Linked DNA regions of Callithrix jacchus: region 1 is linked to region 2. A link is a contact called in public Hi-C data. All regions are on one chromosome and are shown on one strand. The core of a region is the stretch at or near the end of the contact, and the rest is flanking DNA. Distances in the headings are between cores, read along the strand shown. Region 1 holds the start of HCFC2 (host cell factor C2). Region 2 holds the start of HSP90B1 (heat shock protein 90 beta family member 1).

Region 1 (4,244 bases), core at 364-2,863, 130 kb after region 2:
TTCAAGGTATGCAACCTGATGTTATGATATATAGACTAGGGGTCCCCAATCACCTGTTCGAAACTTGCAGCACAGCAGATGAGTCACCGGCTAGCGCGCAAGACCTCCTGAGCTCCGCCTCCTGTCAGATCAGCAGCGTATTAGATTCTCATAGAAGCTCGAACCCTACAGTGAACTGCCCATAGGAGGAATCTAAATTGTGTACTCCGTATGAGAATCTGATGCCTGCTGATCTGAAGTGAAACAGTTTCATCCCGAAACCATACCCTCCACCCCCCTGCCAAGTCCGTGGAAAAATTGCCTTCCAGGAAACCGGACCCTAGTACCAAAAAGGTTGGGGACAACTTATATAGACAGTCACAAGGTTACTATAGTAAAGCACATTAACATATCTATCATCTCACATAGTTACCACCAACCCATTTTTTTGTTTCTGGGGCAAGAGCAGCTAAAATTTACTCATTTGGCATAAATCCTATATGCAGTACAATGTTATTCCTAATGGACTTGTGTGATTATGTGTAGGATCAAATCACAGGGCAGCTCTTATTAAGCATTGCATTGGCTGGGTGCGGTGGCTTATGCCTGTAGTCCCAGCACTTTGGGAGGTCAAGGCAGGAGGATCACTTGAGCCCAGGAGCTCGAGCTTGCAGTGAGCTATGATCGTGCCACTGTATTCCTGTGACAGAGCCTAAAATAAATAAAAATAAAGAGTTGCATATGACTACTCTCAGAGGCAGTGTGGTATAATGGTTGGATATGACTTCTATCAGGGCAGTATGGTATGTGGTATAAAGGCTTGGGGGTTCTGGAATCAGAAGCCCTGTGTTTGAATCCTGGCCCCAATCTTTTTCTTCAACCCCTTTCCTTTGTGTCCATCAGAAAATTACTTTACCTCCCTATGCCTCATTTCCCCATTCATGAAAGGGAGGTAACAGTAGCCACCTCACTTGTTAGCTAGCAATGAAACAGAAACCTACAAATCATCACTCCTCTGTTTAAGGCAAACAAACCAAAAACAGCTCTCGTGGCTCACGGTTTCCAAGCTTCCTGGCATGGCTCTCCGCAAAGCTGCCCTCGGTTCGCCCTGGCAGGCTTTGCAGCGATCTTCCCTGCCCGGGTCCCAGTCACGGTCGGGAGCGGTGCCAGTGGCCCGGGCTTGCGAGACAGGCTCCTGCCCGCACCCTCTTCTGCGAGGTCCTGCCCTGCGCTCCCAGCTCTTCGCACCTCTACCCGAGCTTCTCTCACGTTGCTTGTGAGACTGCCTCGCCCACACATCCTAGATGCTCAATTAAAGTGGACGTAAAGGAAGATGCTGTGGCTTCTCCTCAAAATACCGAACGGGAGGCTCTGGGTGGGGACCGGAGACGTGGTCAGTGGGAAGCGTCCTTCCACCCTAAGGTGTGTTGCCACGGGTGGCCGCTGGCCACGTCGCCCGGGGTAGGGGCGGGGCTCCTCTCTCCGGACTCCCCTTCCCCAACGTCTTTACCCTCCCCGCGGGCCTCCAGCCTGGCAGCCGGAGCCCGCGGTCACGTGACCCCAGCACAGCTGGAGGCGGATCCCCAACCTCCCCAGGGAGCAGCGGGTTTAGGCGGGCGCGGTGCATTGTGGGCAGAGGGGCGGGGGTTGGGAAGATGGCGGCTCCCAGCCTCCTTAACTGGAGGCGGGTTTCTTCCTTCACGGGGCCGGTCCCCCGCGCCCGGCACGGACACCGAGCGGTGGCCATCCGGGAGCTGATGATCATCTTTGGAGGGGGAAATGAGGGCATCGCGGATGAGCTGCACGTCTACAACACGGGTAGGCGCGGCGGCGGCTGGTCGGCCCCGCCTGCGGCAGCCGCGGAGGGGGAGGGGAAGCGAGGCGGCGGCCGCGGCCCTGACAGCTGTCACTGTCCGGTCACTGCTTCCACGGGCGGGCGGCGGGGAGCACGGCTCGGCCGGGCGTCTCCGATCCCGCAGCTCCGTCCCGGACAGCAGCGCTGGATTTCCGGGGCCCGCGGGGCGCAACGGACCCCAAGCGGGGCACACCGGTCTAAAGGCAGGCGGTCCTGGACTTCCCCGTCTCAGCCCGACTGGCGGACGCAGGCGACAGAAGACCGTGTCCAACCGCCTGGACCATTCCCCGAAATCTCGCCCCTGTCAAAAAACAAAACCACTCCAAACCAAAGTTCCTTCGGGCCTTTTCTATCTTTGCCTGCCTTCCTTCCTTAGAAGGAAGACCATCTAGTGGATGAGGAGGGAAAACGAGAGGCCTTCTGGCACTCTCGCCTCAAATACAGCCAGGTGTTTGGCAGGTAACGGTCAAGATCCCCTCTACGGGTCGCGCTCTAAACCGGCGGGGACGTGGTGAAGCGGCCTTGTGTCTGCATAGTGGGTGTGGGCACCTTTCTGGACCGGCTCTCGGAAAGAGGACTGTCATAATTTGAGCACCACTGCAGATCACAGGTGTCCCTGGGCAGGAAGCCCCTCTCTTTGAGGACCTCTGTGAAATAGAAAGGATACTGAAATTTTATACCCCCCGCCCCACCCCGGTAAATGCTCAGGCTGTCACGGGAAATCTTTTTGGTGTAAAGACAGTTCTGGAATTTGGGGTCTACTTCATGACCGGTAACTTTTCTTTGACCAAACAACTTAATCACAGTGATCATTTGAAGGTTAACAAAATAGTGGAATCGGAGAAAAATTTTTTTCCACCCTTTCCTCCTCCCAGCGCCACAGCATATAAAGTTAAAAAGTTATTGACAGTTTGGTCTTAGTGTGAAAACCCTGGCTTTGGAACAAATTAGACTTGATTTGAATCTCTGCCAGTTGCCCAGTATCAGTGCTAAAGTTACTAAACCTTTTTAAGCCTCACAATTTTCAGTTGTAAAATGGAGATTTTTATACTCATCCAGCAGGGGTTTTGTAGATCAGGGTTTTTTTCAGCAGCAGCATTATTGACCTTTTGGGCCAGGTAACTCTTTGTCAAGGTCAGGGGAAGCTGCCCTGTATTGCCCTGTACATTGTAAGATGTTTGACAGCATCCCTGCTCTACTTACTACATGCCAGTAACAGTCCCCTCCAGTTATGACAACTAAAAATGTCGCTAGACATTACCAAATGTCTTCTGGGGGCAGAATCATCCCTAATTGAGACCCACTGATGTTGATGATATATAAAGTACTTTCTGATAGTATGTGATAACCGTTGTTTGTTATAATCGGTTTTGATTTTATTTTGGCAACTAGCTACGAATCAGTGGTTTCTCCCAGCTGTTAGAGGAGATATCCCTCCAGGCTGTGCTGCCCATGGATTTGTCTGTGATGGTACCAGAATATTAGTATTTGGGGGAATGGTTGAATACGGAAGATACAGCAATGAGTTATATGAGTTACAAGTAAGTGTATTTGATATTATTTTATTCTGAGGCTCTAATAATGATATTGCTCATAATTTTTCCAAAGACTGAAAAATTGTCCAGGTGCAGTGGCTCACATCTATAATCCCACCACTGTGGGAGGCTGAGGTGGACGGATCATCTGAGATCAGGAGTTTGAGACCAGCCTGACCAACATGGAGAAACCCCGTCTCTACTAAAATACAAAAAATTAGCTGGGTGTGGTAGTGTGTGCCTGTAGTCCCAGCTACTCAGGAGGCTGAGGCAGGGGAATCACTTGAATCTGGGAGACGGAGGTTGCAGTGAGCAGAGATCATGCCACTGCACTTCAGCCTGGCGAAAAGAGCAAGACTCTGTCTCAAAACAAACATATTAGCGGGTGGCACATGTCTATAATTCCAGCTATTCAGGAGGCTGAGGCAGGAGAATCACTTGAACCCGGGAGGTGGAGGTTGCAGTGAGCTGAGATTGTGCCATTGTACTCTAGCCTGGGCAACAAGAGCGTAGCTTTAGCTTAAAAAAAAAAGAAAAGGAAAAAGATTTCAAATTATTAACATTGTTTAACACATTTTAATATTGTTCAAATAATGTAAGCTTCACATTTTATAGCTTTGTAGAAAATGTTTCCACTTCACTTAAAAGCCAAAATTTCTTGGCAAGTCTTTTCCCCATACCCAGTGTAACATTTGTAACATCAAGATTTCTGCTACTTAGCACCAGCTGTACATGTTATATACTTAGGTTTTTGTATCTTAGTGCAATAGAAACTTTAGCCTGCAACAGAAGCACCTGGAAGACCTGTGAAAATACAGATTGCTGGCTTCTACCCCAAGAGCTTCTGAGTCAGCAGTGGGCGGTGAGCATTTGCA
Region 2 (4,304 bases), core at 1-2,500:
TGAAGTTACAAAGCTGCAATCCCGTTCTCATGTGCAGCACCACAGGTTTTGCTTTCAAATATCTGCAGGTGCATCCTCCTGAACTCGTTAAACGAAGGGTTTTCCTTTTCTGTGCTAGGCTCGCTTCTCCACCCTGCTCTCCACAGCAGGGGTTCTAAGACCGTCATATCACCGCAGCCTTTGTGTTTTACCGGAGAGTTGAAAGCCTCAGAGCTGCTCGCGATACCTCTAGTGTAGTCGGGAAGGTCCCCACCACGCACTTCTGTAAACCAGATCAGGGAGGCCTGGGGATTCTGGCCGCAGAAAGGAGCAGAGGAGGTAACGGCTCGGGCGGCCAGAGTAACGCACTTGTAGGCGGATTCGGAAACGCGAGCTCTAGAGTCGGAGGGATTCGGAGGGACTCGGAGGGACTCGGAGCGATCTCCCCGGAACGGGGCGGCCTTGGCCTAGGCGTGGCGGCTTTCCAAGCGCGCTTCTAAAAGCTCCTGGAATAGCCACAGATCTCTACTGTAATCAGAACGAGATGTAAAATCTAAGACGCAGGATAGGGCTCCGGCGGCAACATTTTGGGAGAAAATGAAGAGTGCCAAACTACGCAGCTGGTCCAGAAACTAAAGACTACGATTCCCAGCATTCAATGCAGTGTACCCCCCGAGGATGTTGCATGCCGGGAGCTGTAGTTTCTAACCGCCTCCATCCGAAAGCGTTCTAGGGATTTTCAACCTCTCTCGTGTGTTTCTCCTTTCTGAGAAGCGCCGCTACACGAAAAAGCTGGCCGCGAAAGTCTTGCTGGAATCACTCCCAACGTAACCCCAGTCGTAGTTGGGAAAGGGTGAAGAACGCGTTGCCACGACTACCGTTTCCCCGGTCACGGAATAAACGCTCTCTAGGATCCGGAAGTAGTTCCGCCGCGACCTCTCGAAAAGGATGGACGTATTCTGTGCCTACGTTCATTGGACGGTCTCCCTTAGAGGCCAAGGCCTCCCAGGCAAAGGGGCGGTCCTTCGTGTGAGGGGCCCGCGGAACCATTTGATTGGAGAAGAGCTGCAAACCCTGACCAATCGGAAGGAGCCACGCTTTGGGCAGCGGTCACCGCACCTGGACAGCTGCGATTGGTGGACTTCCGTCCCCCCCACGAGTCCCCATTGGGTGCCGTGACTGCGTGGTGCGGCGCGATTGGTAGGTTCGTGTGTCCCAACCCCCGCCCGCGAGAAGTGGGGGTGAAAAGCGGCCCGACCTGCTTGGGGTGTAGTGGGCGGACCGCACGGCCGGAGGTGTGAGGATCTAGCTCCAGGGTTGGGGGGTGGAGGCGGCTCCTGCTATCGGAAGGGACTTGAGACTCACCGGCCGCACGCCATGAGGGCCCTGTGGGTGCTGGGCCTTTGCTGCGTCCTGCTGACCTTCGGTGAGTGATTCTAGAGGAGCAGACGCCCCCCCCTCCACACGCGCGGCCGCTTCTCGAAGGTTCTGGGGGCATTGAACCTGGGAGGAGGGAGATCTCAGGGCCTGCGGTGGGCCAAGGGACGTCGCCTTTCCTCGAAAGAGGACTAGGGGATTACGTTTATTCTCTTCCTTTGGAATTAAGAAAAGAGAATAGAATTATCTAAGTTCCCTGCAGGTCTAATAGTATCTCGCCCAGAGGTCTCAGCGACCGCGGGGAGGGGCCTCATTGGGGCTCGGGCTCCCGCGGGAGCTGTGCGAGTCCCCCCCACCCAGAAGGACTCTTTTGGCTACCGCAACCTTCGGGCACCCAGCTTTCCCGACCCCGAATTCCCCAGACTCCGATTCCTCGCAAGCGCTTGTCCTTTCTTAGATGTCGGCGTTGGGAGCGTGAGGCCTGGGGCCAGCGGAATGGCAGTGTCAGCGTGTTTGATTCGGTTTTGGTGGAGCTCGGTTCTTCACAATATTCTACCCCTTCTCATGCCTCTGGGCTCAATTTCAGTTCCTTTCGCCAGAGGTTGCATAAATCCTATTTGTATTCTGACCTGTGATAACGAAGGCCGAAGTTTTGGCTTGGACAGTTGGGAGGCCTTGGCTCGGCCTGCGAGCAACACGTGTGGGTGTAAAAGAGGCCCGGCATCAGTCTGCTTAACGTTATTTATAAAGGATCGGAGACACGCTGTTTAGAAGTGGTGGCTGCCTCCGTATTTCAGAATCTACGGGGCACCTCGGCATCTGAACTTATAAATAGGTGTGCTGTCTTGGCTTTACCTTGGGTGTTTAAGCCAAGGAATGTGCACTCTTTCATCCCTACCTCCCTTATTTACCAACTGAATTTTGCAACCCCTACCCTTCCCTATTTGATCATCCTCCTTGGAGAAGTGCAATGTTGAAGAGTTTTCCCGTATTAAATCTTTCTTCAGGGTCGGTCAGAGCTGATGATGAAGTTGATGTGGATGGTACAGTAGAAGCGGATCTGGGTAAAAGTAGAGAAGGCTCGAGGACGGATGATGAAGTAGTACAGAGGTTTGTGTTCATTTGAACTTACCTACACAGATAAGCCCTGTGAACCTTGTGAGTTATGGTCACTTCTGATGTATCTCTTCTCCAAAAGTCCAAATAAAGTCTGACACCCTTGTATTTAATACCCGGTGAGTTATTTGCATACATACCTCCTAACTTGTACCTGGGAGTGATTAAACTGAGTGAATTCCTTTGAAAACTATATTGCAGAATACTAGCACCATAAACTTTGTAAGACTAGAAAAGACTTTCAGTTGGATTTGTATTCATTAACTGTGTACACCTCGTAAGTTTAAAAATGGGGTTTCTGTCAGTTGAACAGTATTTTTAAATTTGGCCTCTTGGGACTTAATGACAGTTTTGAAGTCCTCACTGTGGAAGATAAATGAGTATGAAAAGTTGGGATTTATTTTTCTGACAATTTTAAGAACCCAGTATTTCCAATGCAATATTAAAAGGTAGCCTACTGCTGTGCTAACATAATGAGATGGTATATCAGTAATATTTTATAAAGGTTTCCATTTTAACTCCCAAGACAATATTCAGAGGCCACTGTGCTCTCATTATAGTTTCTCTAGTTTTGAAGGGAGCTAAGCCATGTTGTATTTGCTTATCTGATTTCCTTAGAGAGGAAGAAGCTATTCAGTTGGATGGATTAAATGCATCACAAATAAGAGAACTTAGAGAGAAATCGGAAAAGTTTGCCTTCCAAGCTGAAGTTAACAGAATGATGAAACTGATCATCAATTCATTGTATAAAAATAAAGAGGTAAGCAACATGTGGTTAGAGTATTTTGTCTCTGTATGTTGGCATACTTGTTTACTTAAATTTGCATAATTTACTGTGAAAGTAATGTAGTATCCAAGTAAGTAGTAACAACCTTTAAATACTTAATAAGTCCAAGAATTGCTGGTAGATATCTGGGGAGAAAGAGGGTGTCAGGCATGTACTTTTTTCTTTACCTCCAAATAGGTTCATGGCCTGATAATAGTTGTGAGTCTAGGCCAGGCGTGGTGGCTCAGGCCTGTAATCCCAACACTTTGGGAGGCTGAGGTGGGCTTATCACGAGATCAGGAGATAGAGAACAACCTGGCTAACACGGTGAAACTCTGTCTCTACTAAAATAATTAGCCAGGCATGGTAGTGCACGCCTGTAGTCCCAGCTATTCAGGAGGCTGAGGCAGAAGAATCGCTTGAACCCGGGAGGCGGAGGTTGCAGTGAGCTGAGATCACGCCACTGCACTCCAGCCTGGGTGACAGAGCGAGGCTCTGTCTTAAAAATAGAAAAAAAAAAGTTGTGAATCTAAGAGCAGTCACATAAACTAAACTTCTTGCATTGCATACCTGAAGATCACTGTTAGGTGAGTAGTGTTACTACCCTTACCAGTTAATGTATCCCTTATAGTTGCCACAGTTCTTTGTGTAAAGAGCTAGGCTTTATTTATTTATTTTTTAATCAAAAGAATAATGCCACTCCTATACCATAAAGTCTTAATCCTTAAAGAGTGCTTTTATAAGGTACAGAGAAGAAATAAAATGGGTTTGGCATAAAATTGAATGTCTTAATGCATATTGAGGATAATCTAAGTGTACTACCTCTGGCTTCCGTTTAGATTTTCCTAAGAGAACTGATTTCAAATGCTTCCGACGCTTTAGATAAAATAAGGCTAATATCACTGACTGATGAAAATGCTCTTTCTGGAAATGAGGAACTAACAGTCAAAATTAAGGTAAGTATAAGGCAGGTTTTCTTTCTTTTAAAGGAAAAGGAATTCTTAGAGAATCCATGTTAGTCAAGACAGGCTAGATTATATTGCAGTGACAAAAATCTCCCAAGGTT

What was found. Hi-C and Micro-C count contacts between places; a contact is called where the count stands out from the background.
Region 1: a Hi-C map of skeletal muscle shows a contact between it and region 2, with 2.4 times the contacts expected there. The contact joins the promoter of HCFC2 here to the promoter of HSP90B1 in region 2. A contact is called at or near these places in 2 of 3 Hi-C or Micro-C datasets (both in skeletal muscle).

Annotation. Positions count from the first base shown.
Region 1 is chr9:107,007,848-107,012,091 of calJac240_pri, forward strand. It overlaps HCFC2 (host cell factor C2), which reads left to right and starts at 1,614. Exons shown (of 16, transcript XR_013522063.1): 1 at 1,614-1,797; 2 at 3,227-3,375. It overlaps GLT8D2 (glycosyltransferase 8 domain containing 2), which reads right to left and starts at 1,541. Exons shown (of 12, transcript XM_078337161.1): 1 at 981-1,541.
Region 2 is chr9:106,876,543-106,880,846 of calJac240_pri, forward strand. HSP90B1 (heat shock protein 90 beta family member 1) reads left to right here and starts at 1,251. Exons shown (of 18, transcript XM_002752917.6): 1 at 1,251-1,405; 2 at 2,364-2,466; 3 at 3,091-3,232; 4 at 4,078-4,194. The coding sequence starts at 1,357. LOC100397534 (small ribosomal subunit protein eS4, X isoform) reads right to left here and starts at 620. Exons shown (of 2, transcript XM_035257430.3): 1 at 227-620.